Linked DNA regions of Oryza sativa: region 1 is linked to region 2. Evidence: chromatin contacts called from public HiCAR-type data. All regions are on one chromosome and are shown on one strand. The core of a region is the stretch at or near the end of the contact, and the rest is flanking DNA. Distances in the headings are between cores, read along the strand shown. Region 1 holds the start of LOC4340657 (BTB/POZ and MATH domain-containing protein 1). Region 2 holds the start of LOC4340647 (inactive poly [ADP-ribose] polymerase RCD1).

What was found. HiCAR-type assays count read pairs that join an accessible place to other places.
Region 1: a HiCAR-type map of leaf shows a contact between it and region 2, with 2.5 times the contacts expected there. The contact joins the promoter of LOC4340657 here to the promoter of LOC4340647 in region 2. A contact is called at or near these places in 3 of 15 Hi-C or Micro-C datasets (leaf and panicle) and 1 of 4 datasets of contacts at active chromatin or transcription factors (leaf).

The regions. Positions count from the first base shown.
Region 1 is chr6:8,011,516-8,015,763 of ASM3414082v1, forward strand. LOC4340657 (BTB/POZ and MATH domain-containing protein 1) reads right to left here and starts at 2,119. Exons shown (of 2, transcript XM_015785596.3): 1 at 1,931-2,119; 2 at 1-783. The coding sequence starts at 615. It also overlaps the pseudogene LOC136357122.
Region 2 is chr6:7,865,776-7,869,845 of ASM3414082v1, forward strand. LOC4340647 (inactive poly [ADP-ribose] polymerase RCD1) reads left to right here and starts at 1,394. Exons shown (of 10, transcript XR_010742009.1): 1 at 1,394-1,614; 2 at 2,211-3,187; 3 at 3,291-3,526; 4 at 3,632-3,711; 5 at 3,945-4,070.

The DNA of each region.
Region 1 (4,248 bases), core at 869-3,368, 150 kb after region 2:
CTCAGCCATGAAGACAGGGGATCTAGCAGCGAGGATGATCTTGTGTGCCAAGAAAGATTCACCTGCAACAACAAACGTGACATCTGCCCCCTTTTCACTCAGCAAGAGTTCACCAAGGTGCATTTGCAAGTCACAGCATGGATTGGAAACATTTGGAGAAACATTAGTCACAGCTTCCTGTGGCTCTCTTAACACAGTGATGGTGCACTCCACAACAAAGGAATCCCCGATGAAATAATTGGATCCTGGCAAATCATCTTGTTTTACAAGCAGGAGCGCTGGCCCGCAATCTCGTTGCCCTGTATATTTAGAGGATACACTTTTACTTCCGGATGGCAGATAAATTTGTGCCTCATGTACTAACTGACATTTAAGAGCTGCCTTCACCTCATGCTTACATTCCTTGCTCATAAACATAAGTCGAAGTGCTATCCAGTACACACCATGCTCATAATAGCGTGGATAGTAAAGAACTTCCCAATCATATCCACCTGCAGCCAATCTCCTCGACGAGATATACTCTGAACAACCAAGTGCTCTGGTTACTGAATATCCATTGATTTTTAACAGGTGAACTGCAGATATTGTGTTGGTGAGATTTGTCGGGGTCTCCATGGTGATTGGTCAATAGCCACTGGAGAGTGGAGACTATTTGACTGTTTGTGCGAAGAGTTACAATTTACAAAATGAACTAGGAAGTTGTCTTGCACTAATAACCTAATAGCCTGCTGCAGGAGACGACTAATTCAGAAAATCTTTGCTCAAACACATAGCATGTTCTTCCTGATAAACAAATAGTAACATACTCTTTAGAAAAATAAAGAGTATAAACAGATAGTTGAATTTATAATGTAACAATGCTATAATAAAGCTAAATTAGCTTGACCAAATAACAGTAACAATGTAACATCATCCTATGTATTTACTCCCTCCGTTTCACAATGTAACACTTTCTAGCATTATCCACATTCATATAGATGCTAATGAATCAAGATATTATTATATATAAAGATTCATTAGCATCTATATGAATGTGAACAATACTAGAAAGTCTTACATTGTGAAACGGAGGAAGTATCATACAAGGAAAAATTTCCTACTTTCCTGAAATCTATATAATCAGCAGAAGACATTGTTGGACATTTTTTTTTGGAAGATTTGTCTTTTTCTAAAAAAAAGCCTCAAAAGCGTCAAATTATAACCACATAGACCAAAACTATATATACTACTACCATGTGAAGGTTAACGACTCATGAGATCCTTAAAATAAAAATCTATCAGAGAACTAACTACATCGCATATCACATGCGCGCAAAGTGAAATTCCAATTCACCCTATCATTTCCCTTATGGAGTCGGATCGTCTGCCTTCACCCCTTGAAGTCACGAACGTGCAGTCATCACTTATCCACCGTCCAAGAAATCCAACAGCTCATGTGGCGCGCATACTTAACAACTGTTGAAACCAATAGATCGAAGCCCATAGCAGCATATATGCACCTCGCCACAGTCAGTGGCAATTAGCCCGGAGCTCATCCGCCAATACACACTAAGCACCAGCCGATATCTTCACAATTTGTTTTTGATTTATGATGTGGCTTAACACTGCCTAGAAACTCGTAAATTACATGATGGAATGCATGCTTTGCTTACGGCATGGTCGAATCTAATGTATGCTTTGTTCTATCATTTCCCTTATGCCAAAAAAAAAAAAAGTCAACCTGCCAAAACGTACCACCTTAGAACTCAGATGACCGAATCGCTCTACGCATTGCGACGAGAGATACAAATCGGCCCTAAGATTTGGTCTATTCGGCACCCTCGCATTGCTTCCGAGGAGCCCCTGGGTGTGAGCTGCTCGTTCCCCATTCCCCAGCCCAACCGTACGCGCGCCCGCGGCGAGGAGAGGCAGATAAACAGGGCGTACCTACCAACGGCGCGGCGTGGATCGACGAAGGCGGCGTCCGCGGCTGGACCCGGCCGCATCGGCGGCTTCGCCGCGGCGCCCCCCGGCTACGGCGGCGACGAGGGGGGAGAGGAGGAGGAGGAGGAGAAGCCCGTCAACGATGGAGAAAGTGAGCGATCGAGCAAGGACGCCGCGGCGGAATGTCGGTGGCATCGGCGTGGCGTTTCCTGGATAGTGGGCTTTGAGCCGCGTGGGTGAGTAGGCCGTGGGCTCGGATGGGCTTCCATGTTTATGGGCCGGATTCTTTCACGTGGAATAAACTGGGCTGAGTTTTGTTGTGGATTGAATTCGTCGACGGATATTTAACGGGCCAAATTCGCCCGAGGTCTGAATTTTTCTACGGAAATTACGTGGGCTAAATTCAATCGTGGTGAGAATTCGTTGTACATGGCCTAAGTTAAATGGAATAAGTTCACCAGAGGTCGCTCAACTTAACAGTGAGATTTTTTAGGTCCCTTAACCACAAAACCAGAAATGTATACCCCTAAACTCACATAAACCGTACACTCAAGATCCTACGGCAGTTTTGCCGACATAGCATCCTAGTCAGCGAAAAAAAATTTAAAAAAATATGTGGGGCCCACCTGTCAGCTGCACATTCATTCTCTTATATTTTCTCTCTTCTCTCTTCTGTTCTTCTTCAGTGAGGGAGGCCGGCAATGGACGGCGGCGGGCCTGCGCGGCAGCGGAGCGGCGCCGGGATGCGGGGCAGAGCAACGATGGGCGGCGGCGGGCGAGCGGAAGAGCGTGACGGCGGCAGGCGCCCTTGCCGGACTTCATGCGGAGGAGGTGCAGGCCCGCTGCCGCCCATTGCCGCTCCGCCGCTGTGACTGTACAACGAACGGCTTGGTAGTAGCTAGCCAGCTAGCCAGACAAGGTGCACTGTGCCGCCGCCGGCGCCGACGAGGAGGACGACGACCTGTCCCGGCTGCTGCGTTGCAGCGTGCGGTGGCAGCGCTTGACGGCGGCGAGCGCGGAGTCCATGTCCATCTGGTCCTGCCTGCAGTCGTCACTGCAGAACGCCGCATTCCCCCTGCACAAACAACACATATGCAATCAAATCAATGAATCACTGAATAATCGAAGAATCAATCAAGCAAATATATATGCATGAGATTCAACGAGAGAAAATTAATTAAGATCGTGGTACGTACTTACACAAGAAGATGTGGCGGTTGAAGTGATGTCGCGCTTGCAGAGGAAGCAGGCGTCGAGGTAGTGGTAATCACCGTCGCCGCCGCCGGCGCAGGAGGAGGAGTTGTCGTCGTCGAGGAAGTTGGTGGACTCCATGGTGGTCTCCCAGAAGATGTTCTCGCTGCGGTGGGCGCCCTTGCCGGACTTCATGCGGAGGAGCAGCGGGGCCGCCACCGGCCGCACGCTGCAACGCAGCAGCAGGGACAGTTCGTCGTCCTCCTAGCCGGCGCCGGCGCCAGCACAGTGCACCGCTCCGCTGCCGCGCGGGCCCGCCGCTGCGCTCGCCTGCTGCCGCCCTTCGCCGCTCCGCCCGCCGGCCGGGCGCCGGCCTCACTGAAGATGAAGAGAAGAGTGAAGAAAGAAAAGAGGAGGGGGAGAAGAAAAGAGAAGAAAAGGAATGTGAAGCTGACATGTGGGACCCATGTATTTTTTTAATTTCTTTTTCCTGACTAGGATGTCACGTCAGCGAAACCACCTATATCTACTGCCATAGGACGTTGAGTGCACGGTTTGTATAAGTTTAGGGGTATATATTTCTGGTTTTGTGGTTAAGGGACTAAAAAAATCTCGCGGTTAAGTTAAGGGACCTCCGGTGAACTTATTCCAAGTTAAATTGTGGGCGTAATTCACTGGTGGATTTTAAGTGGGCTAAATTTACTCGTGGTTGTATTACTTTACGGGCAATAAGGTAGGCCAAATCAATTAGTGGGATGAATTCGTTGACCGGAATTAACTAGGCCGAATTCAACTACGGGCCAAATTCATCCACGAGGTAAAAGGCGAGTGAAAAATGTAGTGGGCCGAATTCATTAATGGGAATTGAGTAGGCCGAATTTATTCTGGTTGACGGGCCAAATTAGCTCGTGGATCGAATTTGTTTATGGGAATTTGGTGGGCCAAATTATCTGCTGGACTGGGCTAAATGCATTGGTGGGCCAAAATCGTCGAGGGGTAGTAGATAGGCCAAATTTAATAGTGGGCCTAATCATTGATGTAAATTCAGTGGCCATTCACTAGTGGGCTAAATTTGTTGCTTCCTCCGTTTCACAATGTAAGTCACGCTAGCATTTCTCATATTAATAGTGATGT
Region 2 (4,070 bases), core at 144-2,643:
TACTGGTTGGTTGGGTGTGGGGCCCAGATGTCAGTGGAATATTTGAGCCTGGAACTTTCTCGAGTCCACATTTTTCAGTTCTAACTCTTTTCAGCCACTGTCATTGCAGTGAATTTCAGACGAAGGCCCATGGGCCTTTTCACATATCCATCTCAACCTTTAAATATTTTTAGCACAAAACACTACTAAATTTTCGATTTTGCTATATCTCACTCGAAAGATTTTTTTTCTTATCTCTCACTTGATTTTCTCACTCAAATTTATAGTGCATTTTCTTGTAAGTTACAGTGTAATTTATGAAACTTACACTATAACTTTTGTAAGTTACACTGTAATTTTTGAATCTTCACATGTAAATTTTAAATTTTGTATTGGATTTGGTCTTTTTCTTGAGGATATGGTAATTTAGTGTCCATTATGGTATTTCTTAATTGCTTTTTGCTTTTTATTATATCTATCGGATTTTAATCCAAAGATTAAAAATCTGTGTGATACGATCATAAAAATCTTTCGAAAGATGTATAGGTACTCCCCTAAATTTTAACCCAACCTTTTTTTACCTAACCCTCACATTTTGTAGGCCAAAATGTTGGGCCCATTACCATCCCTAGGCGTAGACAGCCCAACTGCCCAAAACCCCTAAATATGGGCCTCTCGGAATTGCAACAATAATCATAGCAGCCGCGCGAAACGACTGGTTGAACATGAGAAATAGAAAATTGGGGAAAAGAGAATTGCATGTTTCACTAACACGTGAGTCCCACCTATGAACGAGTCAACCACGATCAACCTTCCACATCTGCAGAAACCGATTTTCAAACTACTATCTTTGTTTCATATTATAAGTCGTTTTGACTTTTTTTTCTTAGTCAATCTTCTTAAGCTCTGACCATGTTCGTGGAAAAAAAATACTCTCAGATATCCCTTTTCCAAGCAAAATTAAAAAGACAAGTAATCCGAGTAGTACTTATAGTGCCCGAGTAGAAGTCTGCTTCTCTTTTCTTATTGGAAACAATTTCCATATATGAGGCATGATTCGGTATAAGACGGTATAAGGTGGTCTTATTGAGCCCAACAAAAACTATTGGGCATGCTTTATCTATAACACTAACATATTTAATGTTAGATTTAATAAAATTAATTTATTACTATAAATGTTGCTATATTTTTTATAAATTTGATCAAACTCTTGAAATAATTCACTGAAAAAATTCAAAGCGAATTATAATATGAAACAGAGGAGGCAGTGAATGAGTCGATTTGTAACCTTGTTCTTTTCTTTTAAAAAATAAAATAAAATAGAGGTGAAGTGGTTGACGGAGTTGATTTAATCAGTAGTAAGAGGTTGGAGGAGGCAAAATATACTTATTTTTTCCTAACACGAGATGGGCTCGCCTCGGCGCGTCGCGCGCGTGCAGCCAACGACCCAACTCCATCGTCCTCCTCGTCGTCCGCCTCCCTCCCCTCCACCTCCGGCCCCGCCGAGAAAGGGACCCCCCCCCCCCCCCGCCCCGGGTCGCCGGCCGTCGAGGGAGCGGAGGCGGAGGCGGAGGCGGAGGCGTGACGGCGCGAGGGAGGGTGAGGGTGCGCCGTGCCCGCAGTCTCCTGTGACAGGTGACTCTCTCCCTCTCTCTGTCTCTCCTGATTCTACCGCATGCGCCGCCTCCGACGATGGGGGGGTGTTGACTAGGGCGTCTCCGCGACATCTCGTTTTGCGCTTTCCCCTCGATTCGCTTCGATTTCGCTCTCTCTTTGCTAGGTTTTCTCAGTTAATTCTGGATATGGTTTCGTTTGGCGTCTGATGGGAAAAAGGAAATTCGTTATGAACTTCGATTGATTTGTGACTCTGGTGATGCGTGGAATGGGTATCTGCAAATTTTCAACTAAATTTCCCTTCGCTTTACTGGCACTGCAGTTTTTGAAGTAACGAACCTTTCAGAAGAATTTTTGAAGCAACTTGTTAGTATTTGCAAGTATGTCAGTTTTAGTATCAAGTTGTTTCAACTGTATTCCATATCGCGGAGTTTATTTCTATTTTACTAATTAGTGCTGATTAAAATTTTCTGATATGTTTCTGTATTCCTTATTTGATGATACGAGATCCGGTCTCTGTTACGAAGTACTAGTGTTGTTTATGAGATCATGGTGAAGGGAGAAATGAAAAATTGTTGTATCATATTAGGATAACATTTTCCTTGATATTCTGTTAGGAACTACAGTATCCCATGGATTCGCTTCAGAAGTCCCACGATTTGTGCCTGAAGCGCAAGCTTGTTGATGATTGCCTGTCGAAAGACTTCAAGTATCGCCGCGTCGAAGAGGATAATGTATCTTCCAATGTGGAGAGCAGGCCCTTACCCGGTTCACCTTCTCAGAGTTGCTGCATTCAACCTAATCTGGCTAAAGATTGTGTTAATTACCTGAAAAGCGGGTTGCCAAGTCGCATTGCATTTTACAAACAAGGTGCATGGTGTGATTTCCCTCAGAAAATAATGGAGTCCCTTGTTGAGGGATTCAAAGCTGATAAATCTAGTGCTGTAGTTGTGATGGATGATCAGCCTCTGCTTGTTGATTTCTTGTCGATGACCATGGTGAACCTAAAAACAAGAAAGCAGAGATCTGTTTCATGGCTAGATGGCACTGGCAAGTGGTTTTTTCCTTCTGCATTCTTTGACGAGGGCGTTGATGAATCCAGAAAATTAAACATGGGTTCTGAAGGCAGCGGACAAGGTCTAACTGAGGGGATGGTTCCAAAGGCTCCAAATGAACTGGTGAAGCAAGCTGTCGTTGAAACTAGCTCTCCAGTTTTACAGAATTCTTGTATTCCTGACATATTACGCAAGAAGATTGTGCCTGTTGAAAGAGGCAGTGAGAGCTTTCAGTTTGTTCAGAACCTTTTCCTCTCTGGCATGGGTTCATTTGCATCACCTAAAAACTTACTTCATATTCATCGGTACTCTGCAGAGGATGTCACAGCACAATGTAGACTTGAGTCTTTTGCAAGACAGATGAGGTTGACGAGAAAGAAAATTGGTTATGCTGATGTGAGATATGGATGGCTTGGATCTAGGAAGCAAGACATAGTTGGAGTTTTGATTAATGGTTTTATTAGCACTGGACAAACAAGTCACAGTTCTGATATGCGTACTGGTGTGTATCTCTCGCCTGAAAACCGTGCATTTACCAGGTTGTTGTTTTACTTAACTTTCATTAGTGGCCTGTTTAAATTCTATGCTAGTGGATAATATACTAGTCAACTCATAATTTTAAATCTTTTTATCATTCTATAGTGTTGGTCTCTGTGATGTTGATGAAAAAGGAGTTCAGTACATGTTGCTGTGCCGAGCAATATTGGGCAACATGGGAACTATAAAACCAGGATCACAGGATGAGTTTCTAAGCATATATGATTCTGGTGTTGACAATTGCTCCAATCCAAGCTATTATGTGATTTGGCCATCAAAGCTAGGCACTCATATTTCTCTGGAATATCTCATTAGTTTTAGGCTCACACCAGAAATTCAAGGTAAATTTAGCTAGGGGTGTTAAGAGTTAAGATTCTGACAATGTATACTCACACTGAGACAGAATGGGTGATTCATTCTTTAATCTTAACTGTACTTATTTTCAGACTACTTGCTTCACTTGAAGGGTTTATGGTTGTGCCCACCACCAAAAGAAGTGGAAGTGGATCTTTCTACTCTTCAACCTGTGAGTTGCTTTAAGAGTCATCTTGTGGTACATTCCATTAGGAAACAAAGGAGTTGCAATCCTTTTTGTTTTTTTTTTTTTGAAAAAAAAACTTGGATGCATCTTATAGAGAATTCCTGTCCAGGTTCACATTTACTACTATTCACGCCTTTTGTGTTGAATAAAATAGGTCAAAATTATCACAAAAAACTAGCAATTGTCTCATTGACCTGAGACCTATGACATAAATGTAGGTAGTGTGCGAATCTGATAATGGACCAACTTCTCCATGGATCCCATTCAGAGTTCTCTTTGGAACAATACAAGACAGTATATCATCACTAGCAAGGGAACTGCTCTTTCATCATTATCAAGAGCTG